2 separate regions of the Mus musculus genome follow, and region 1 is linked to region 2. A link is a contact called in public Hi-C data. All regions are on one chromosome and are shown on one strand. Each heading gives the region's core, a stretch centred on a gene start, on an enhancer-like site or on the middle of the called end of the contact. The rest is flanking DNA. Distances are from core to core; before and after follow the strand shown.

Region 1 (4,284 bases), core at 1,217-3,716, 250 kb before region 2:
TTATAAAGTAATAAACAAAATATTTATTATAGTATTAAAAACGATTTGCCAATGAACACTTTGAAATGGCTAAGGGTTGTTTATATATCCACCAACCATTAGCTATGACATCCTCAGAAGACCCCTGACACTATCCAGGTGTGGGGGTGGATGCCTTTAACCCCGACACTCGGGAGGCAAAAGCAGGGGAATCCCTGAGTTCAAGGTTAGCCTGGTCTACAAAATGAGTCCCAAGAGAGCTATGGCTATAAAGGAAAACCCTTCCTCAAAACACAAACAAACAAAAAAGATGACCGACTCTTTACTAGATGCCAGAATGAAAGGAATAGAAAGTGAGCATAAGAAAGCTGTCTGCTCTCAACCTTTGGGTTGAAAGAAGATGTAAGTTTAGATCATGGTAAATATAATGAAGAACACACTAGATGGAGTAACCTAGGGGGTCTCAACCTTCCTAATGCTACAACCCTTTAATACAGCTTCCCATGTTGTGCTGACCCCCAACCATATCATTATTTTGTTGCTATTCATAACTGTAATTTTGCTACTGTTATGAATTGTAGTGTAAATATCTGATATTCGACCCCAAAGGGGGCGCCACTCACATCACTCACATGATGAGAATTGCTGGAGTTTGCATAGTGCCCAGGTAGATGTTTAGCTCTTATTCTAGATAAGATGGGATTTTGGAATGCTTTAAGAAGGCATTGTAGTGGTTTGAATACGGATGGCTCCCATAAGCTCATATAATTGAATGCATAATCACCAGGGAGTGGAACTCATCCATAAGGTTAGAAGAATTAGGGGGTGAGGCAGTGTGTCACTGGGGCCAGGCTTTGAGGTTCCAGACCCAGGCCCCCCAGTCTCTCTCTCTCTCTCTCTCTCTCTCTCTCTCTCTCTCTCTCTCTCTCTCTCTCTCTCTCCCTCCCCGCCATGGGTCAGGATGTAGTTTTCAGCTGCTGGTCCAATGTCTGCCTGCATGCTACCATGCTTCCCACCATGATGATAATGGACTAAACCTCTGAAACTGTAAACAAGTCCCAGTTAAAGGTTTTCTTTCCTAAGAGTTGGCTTGGTGGTGGCTCTTCACAGAAATAAAACAATGACCAAGGCAGGCATGGGCTACATGGCTTTTAGAATTACTGTGACAAGCCTTGTAAAAGACAGATGAAAAGACATCAAGAGGAATAGAGGCTATCTTTTTTTTTTTTTTTTTTTTTTTTTTTTTTTTTTTTTTTTGGTTTTTCGAGACAGGGTTTCTCTGTATAGTCTTGGCTGTCCTGGAACTCACTTTGTAGACCAGGCTGGCCTCGAACTCAAAAATCCACCTGTCTCTGCCTCCCAAGTGCTGGGATTAAAGGCGTGCGCCACCACCACCCGGCGAATAGAGGCTATCATGAGTCTCCAGTTTAATAAAACTAGAAAACAGGCCAGAGGGTGGAGGCACGCCCTCTTTGTCCCAGCTCTTGGGAGGCAGAGGCAGGCAGATCTCTGAGTTTGAGGCCAGCCTGGTCTATAGAGTGAGTTCCAGGACAGCCAAGGCTATACGGAGAAACCCTGTCTCAAAGACCAAAAATCTGAGAAAGAGATCCAACCTGAATCTTCCTTTTCTTCCACCTCCATCTAGCATATCCCGACTTGTCTAGTCATAAGCTCTCCATCATTCATAGCTGTGTCTGGAAAACAGAACCCACACCACACAACTCAGTTGAAAGAATTTTTTTCTTTTTTCTTTTTTTAAAGGTTTATTTATTGTTATATGTAAGTACACTGTAGCTGTCTTCAGACACACCAGAAGAGGGCATCAGATCTCATTACAGATGGTTGTAAGCCACCATGTGGTTGCTGGGATTTGAACTCAGGACCTTCGGAAGAGCAGTCGGTGCTCTTAACTGCTGAGCCATCTCGCCAGGATTTTTTATTAACTGTACAAAGTGTAGGGTTTCATGATGGCACTTTCAGACATGACATACATATGCTATACTTTGAACAAAGTGTGTACACAGTTTGTACAGTACTATACTGTGATTATGGCAGTGGTTGCAGAAGGATAAACAAAGCTCAAAGAGGAAACAGGCAGCTGAGACAGCCCACAGACTGGAGACAGGAGGAAGTGGCTTTCACCCCAAAGCTGAAGCATCGTAGAGGTGTGTTAGTCAGAGAGCTGGGAGGTGAACTTTGTCATGCTAGAGAACAAAGGACATTCAACTACTGTTGCTGGTGCCACTGAGCATGAGATTGGGACAGAGGTGCTGGCTGGTTTTTATGTCAGCCTTACTTAGTTCAGGTTTTATTGCTGTGAAGAGAAACCAAGATCCACTCTTATAAACAAAAACATTTCATTGGGACTGGCTTATGGTTTCTGAAATTTGGTTCATTATCATTATGACAGGAAGCATTGTGGCGTGCAGGCAGACATGGGGCTGGAGGAGCACAGAGTCCTACATCTTGATCCAAAGGCAGCCAGAAGGAGACTCACACTGGCCATAACTTGAGCTTAGGAACCCTCAAAGCCTGCCCCCACAGTTACAAACTTCCTCCACAAGGCCACACCTATTCCAACAAAGATACACCTTCTAATAGTGCCACTCCCCCAAGCATTCAAGCACATGAGTCTATGGGGGCCATAAGTATTCAACTCACTACACTGACACAAGCCAGTCATCTGAGAAGAAACTCCAACTGAGAGAATGACTCCATAAGATCAAGCTGTGGGCAAGCCTGTAGGGCATTTTCTTAATTAATGGCTGATAAGAGTAGCCAACTGGGGGTAGGGCTGTCCCTGAGCTGGTGGTCTTGGGTTCTATAAAAATCTGATTTAAAAAGTCAAAAGGAGTAACCAGTAAGCAGCACCCCTCTGTGGCCCCTGAATCAGCTCCTGCCTCAGGTTCCCATCTGATTTGGGTTCCTACCATGGCTTTCCTCAAGGGACTGCCATTCAGGATATGTAAGACAAACTCTTTCTTCCCAAAGTTGTTTTTGGCCATGCTGTTTCACACAGCAGTAGAAACCCTAAGATGGCTTCTCTCCTGCTCCTATCTTTTTGTGATTCTGGTTGACCAAAGCCAAATGATGTGGGAGCTGGACACTGCAGTTTTAAGGGTCAGCTCCCCAGCGTAGGAAGGAAGGGCAGGAGACAGGTCTGCCAGACATCAAGGCTGAGAGGTGAGTGATTGGCACAGCAGTCCACTAGTTAGTCATCCTCAAATATAGAGAAGAAACACCTATTTAGTCAGTTCACCATGATGAAAGTCATCCCAGCACTTGGGAGGCAGAGGCAGGTGGATTTCTGAGTTCGAGGCCAGCCTGTTCTACAAAGTGAATTCCAGGACAGCCAGGGCTACACAGAGAAACCCTGTCATAAAAACAAAACAAAACAAAACAAAAAAGTCTCCCCTATTCTGGAGTGTCTGAAGAGCTACAGTGTACTTATATATAATAAATAAATAAATCTTTTTTAAAAAAAGATCCAGCTATCACCCTGGGTCATATGCCCAAGGGTTGCTCCATCCTACCACAAGGACACTTGCCAACCACATTTGTTGCTGCTTTATTCGTAACAGCCAGAGACTATAAACAACCTAGAAGTTCCTCAAGTGAAGAATGGATAAAGAAAATGTGGAACATTTACACAATGGAGTATTACCTGTTAAGAAATTGACATCATGAAATTTGCAAGCAAATGGAACTAGAAAAAAAAAACAGCCTGAGTGAGATAACCCAGACTCCAGAAAGATGAATATGGTATGCATTCACTTGTGGATACATACAAGTAGATATAAGCCATTATATAAATGATAACCAAGCTATAATCCATATACCCAGCAAGGTTAGGCATAGAGAAAGGGACTAGAGGGACATATAAATTTCTCTAGGAAGGGGAAATAGAATAGATTTTATAGTTGGACAGGAACTGATGTGGGGGGGGCAAGAATGGAAGGAGCAGGTGGGAATGGGGAGGGGAGATGGGATTAAGGGATCAAATGAGAGAAGAGACAGCTAGAATTGAGGGACATTTGAGGGGTGGTATGGGAACCTAATTCAGTAGAAATTCCCTACAAAGTGGAAGTTTCCTAACAAAATCTCCAAATAATGAGAGAGATGGAGTCCCATCCAGTTATCTCTTGTCACCAAATAAAGCTTCCAGTATTGGGACTGGGTTACATCCAATTGAGTTGTTAGCCAGAAGGGTCCCATGAAAATTCTTAACCCACGCTGTTGCCAAAGCACTAGGTTGATCTTCACAAACTGACAGCCCCATTGCTGAAGGCAATGCTCACACAACTC
Region 2 (3,757 bases), core at 669-3,168:
AAAACAGACGCACAGAAGTTAAATAGCTTGTGCAAGGCTGCATGGCTAGCAAACTGGAAGCAGCACAAAGTCCAATGAGGCGGTGAGGTTCTACTCTGCTCCTAACTTCTGCACTGAACTGACAGGGAAAGGCCTCACAGCTCCAAGTTAGTTATCCTTTAACTGTGTTTTCCTAAAGGATCTTTGTTGTTGTTGTTTTGGATTTATTTACTTAATGTTTATGAGTATTTTGCCACGTGTGTGCCTGGTGCCTGCAGAGATCAGAAAGGGGTGTCAGATCCCGGACCTAGAGATTCTGTGTGGGTGTTGGGATCCAAACCCAGGTCCTTAGCTCCCTGCCCCCTGATTCTGTGATCTGAAGGTATTCTAGAACATTCAAGTACGTGCAGGACCTAGAGGTAGGTAATCAGGACAGTGGAAATATGCTGTAGGAGGGTAACTCTTAAGAACTCCTTCAATTCTACTGCATGGACTGTCATAAAGACAGCAGGCCTGACCCCACTCAGCTCCACCGGCTCTGAATGTAATTACTTGCTAACCCATACGTTAGTTAATATTATCAAGTCATACAGTGCTGCAACCAAGAGAAGATCAGGGAGCTAGGGCTATATATCCTTTGGATTGTTAGCCTTCAAACTGTAAAGCTAAATAAATGCCTTTCTGATAGCTGGTACTGTTCTAATAATGAAACAGTGACTGACAGAAATTTTCTTATCATTTAACATTAATACAAAACAGAGATGCCAGGGATGTTCATTAAATAAACTAACCCATCATAAAGCTGAAGACTATGTTGCTTCATATAACTCAATATAATAAGGGAGTTAGTTTCTACAAATAACTTGAGGGGAAAATGCTATTACTCTAAGAATAATCACTTTTTGTTTTCTAAAGTTAAGCTTCAAAAAGTCTAGAAGAAATATTTTAATGAAAACAGAAATATGAATGAAACTGAACTTCTATGTTGTACAAAGCAAGAGAGTAAGATTATTTGAAGTAAATGTAGCTTACCTTTGAGCCATCTAAACTGATTATCCTATACACATTTCTTGTGCTGTCATAAAAATAAGATACAGTAACTGCATGCTTGCTGGTGGGTACCCAGTTCTTCTTTGTGTTCGGGTCAATCTGGAAGACATGAGCTCGAGTGCTGAAGATAGGTTGCTCCCTGAGGAAAGAACAGTTTTACTTCATTAGACAAGTGAACATAAAAGCTATACAAGTGACTACATTAACGAGAAACTTACATATATCCGCAAATAAAATAATCTTTCTTTCCAGTATGAAGTGTAAGTAGTCCAATATAAACTTTGTTAAAACAATTACACCCGATTCTTGCTACTCAGAGATTCTGTACACATGAATTCAGTTACCCACTAACGTCATCAGTAACTCTGCAGGCTTCTGTCAACTCGACACCACTAGAGTCACCTGAAGAGGAAACCTCAACTCAGGAATTGCATGCATTGAATTGGCTTTTGGATGCAGTCTCTGAGGAATATTTTTTGATTAAGGATTCATGGGGCAGGGGGTGTCCAGCTCAATGTTGGCCATGCCACCTTTGAACAGGTGGTTGTGGGTTGTGTCAGAAAGTAAGCTAGGCAAGGCAGTCGCAATGTTCATCTGTAAGTCCTGCTTCAGGTCCTGCTTCAGGTCCCGTCCAGGCTTTCCTCAATAATGAACTGTAAGCACTAAGCCAAATAAACCACTTCCTCCCCCAAGCTGCTTTTGGTTATTGTTTTATCAAAGCAGTGAAGAACCAAACTTAATAGTCAAGTAAGAACTTGTGGCTTTTTTTTTTTTAAGTTTTTGCTGTATACACAGAACACTGGGAAACGGGACTCACCTAGCCTATACTTTCCACCAGAAGATGAACAAGACAATACTGCCATCTTGTTTCAGCACTCAGACTATACAAGCAGCTGTCTTTTTAGTGGTTTGTTTAGCTTTTTTTTTTTTTTTTTTTTTTTTTTTGCATTTCTGTGCCATTGTAGATGCTTTCACTGCTTAAAATGGCCCCTCAGCAAAATGTTGAAGTGCTTCTAAGTGCTACATACTCATGGTGGAAAGTTAATGTGCCTTATGGAGAAAAGTGTGTTAGATAAGCTTGACTCAGGCATAACTCATACTATAATTGGTCACGTGTTCAATGTTAAAGCAGCAACAATAATAAATGAAAGCACACATCAACTGGGTGTTGTGCTCCCAGCATTTAGGAAGCAGAGACATGGAATCTTTAAGCTCAAGTCCAAACTGAGCTGCAAACATAATGAGAGACCATGTCTATAAATAAATTAGATAGATTGATAGAAAAAAGAAAGAAAGAAAGAAAGAGAAAATAAAGAAAGAGAGAAGGGAAGGGAAGGGGAGGGGAGGGGAGGGGAGGGAAGGGAAGGGAAGGGAAGAAGAAAGAAAGAAAGAAAAGAAAAGAAAAGAAAAGAAAAGAAAAGAAAAGAAAAGAAAAGAAAAGAAAAGAAGAAAGAAAGAAAGAAAAGAGAGAGAGAAAGAAAGAGAAAGTGAAAGAAAGAAAGACAGACAGACAGACAGACGTGTGAGAACTGTATGTGAAACAATGTTATGAACTGACTGGTTTATAAAAATGTGATGAGAGGCTTATAGAAACATGACATAATATTCCCTAGGAGCAAAAGTTCACCATTTGCTAATTAGGTATTCCTAGAACCTTTACAGATCCTGGTTGTTATGACTAGTAGGATATACCGTAGACTAGACTATAAAGTCAAGAAGTCCTTCCATTTGACCCTGCTGTAACATTTTACATTTACACCCCATGCATCATTCTGTACTAACTGAAAGGTCCCCTTCAATATACTATCCTTTCCTGAAAAGTCTATGGAGGACCAACTCAAAACCACAGACGGCACTTTCTTAAATCACGTAGGATCTAAAAATGTACAGCAAAGTTACAAATAGAAAAACAAAACCTAATCAAAGCTCAAAATAATATTATAAGGTGGAAAGGTAGGGCACAAGACAACCTGCAAATAACAGGAACACTATAGTCCAAACTTCCAAGTTCTGAGTAAACAAGTTTGGGAAACAACACTTATCAGTTTATATTTGCTATCTGTTTTTCCTTAGTTCAAACAAACCTCATCTTTTTCACTTTGTTGCATACCTTTCTTTTTTGAAGCAGCTCAAGATCCTAAAAATTTTAACTTGTCATTTTTTGAGAGAGAGAGACGGGCCAGGGGAGAGGTCTTGCTATTGCAGCCCAGGCTAGTTTTGAACTCAAGATCCTCCTGCCCTAGCTTTCTGAGGCCTGTGATTACAGTAGGTGAGTCACCATTCCTGGCTCAACTTTTAACCAGGAATATTTAATGTTTAAATCTAAATAAATCAAATTTTATTCTAAATAACTTAAAGTGTGTTTTAAAGTTTCAGGGAAACAGAGTATAGGAAAAGCAAAGCAAAGCAAAGCAAAACAGCAAACAGAACAGTGACAGCGGATGGAGTTTGTGGTAAAACGGCTCTTCAGAGCAAGCCTCATGGATGGGGCACCAGATTGCCTCTCTCCACATTAGCACACGATGGTCACTAATACAAAGAAGAGAACTCCTAGAACTAACGAGACCATTACAACATCTGATACAGTGTAAGAGCAAAAGAGTCAAAATTATCTACTACATGGCAACAACTGGGATAGAGGCTAGGAATATAGCTCAGGATCTCTGCCCTTGAACACTCTGAATTGGTGATGGGACACAGATTCTTTAAAAATAAAACACACTAGTAA

Evidence for each region. Hi-C and Micro-C count contacts between places; a contact is called where the count stands out from the background.
Region 1: a contact with region 2 is called in a Hi-C map of Th1 cells, with 2.4 times the contacts expected there. The contact joins two enhancer-like sites. A contact is called at or near these places in 9 of 484 Hi-C or Micro-C datasets (CD4 T cells, CD8 T cells, the G1E-ER4 cell line and 5 more), 4 of 115 datasets of contacts at active chromatin or transcription factors (CD8 T cells, effector CD8 T cells, embryonic fibroblasts and 1 more) and 1 of 9 other capture datasets (embryonic stem cells).

Annotation. Positions count from the first base shown.
Region 1 is chr13:93,591,348-93,595,631 of GRCm38.p6, reverse strand. No RefSeq gene overlaps it. Among named protein-coding and RNA genes, the nearest start is that of Gm31977, 4.9 kb to the left of the region's middle. Within about 2 kb of position 2,466, at least 45 of the 459 cell types and tissues checked have an H3K27ac peak or open chromatin away from gene starts, as enhancers often do. A contact at or near this core is called in Th1 cells, memory CD8 T cells and regulatory T cells, where this site is marked.
Region 2 is chr13:93,339,167-93,342,923 of GRCm38.p6, reverse strand. Homer1 (homer scaffolding protein 1) reads right to left here. Exons shown (of 10, transcript NM_147176.4): 2 at 1,012-1,168. Among named protein-coding and RNA genes, the nearest start is that of Homer1, 37 kb to the right of the region's middle. Within about 2 kb of position 1,918, at least 32 of the 459 cell types and tissues checked have an H3K27ac peak or open chromatin away from gene starts, as enhancers often do. A contact at or near this core is called in Th1 cells, memory CD8 T cells and regulatory T cells, where this site is marked.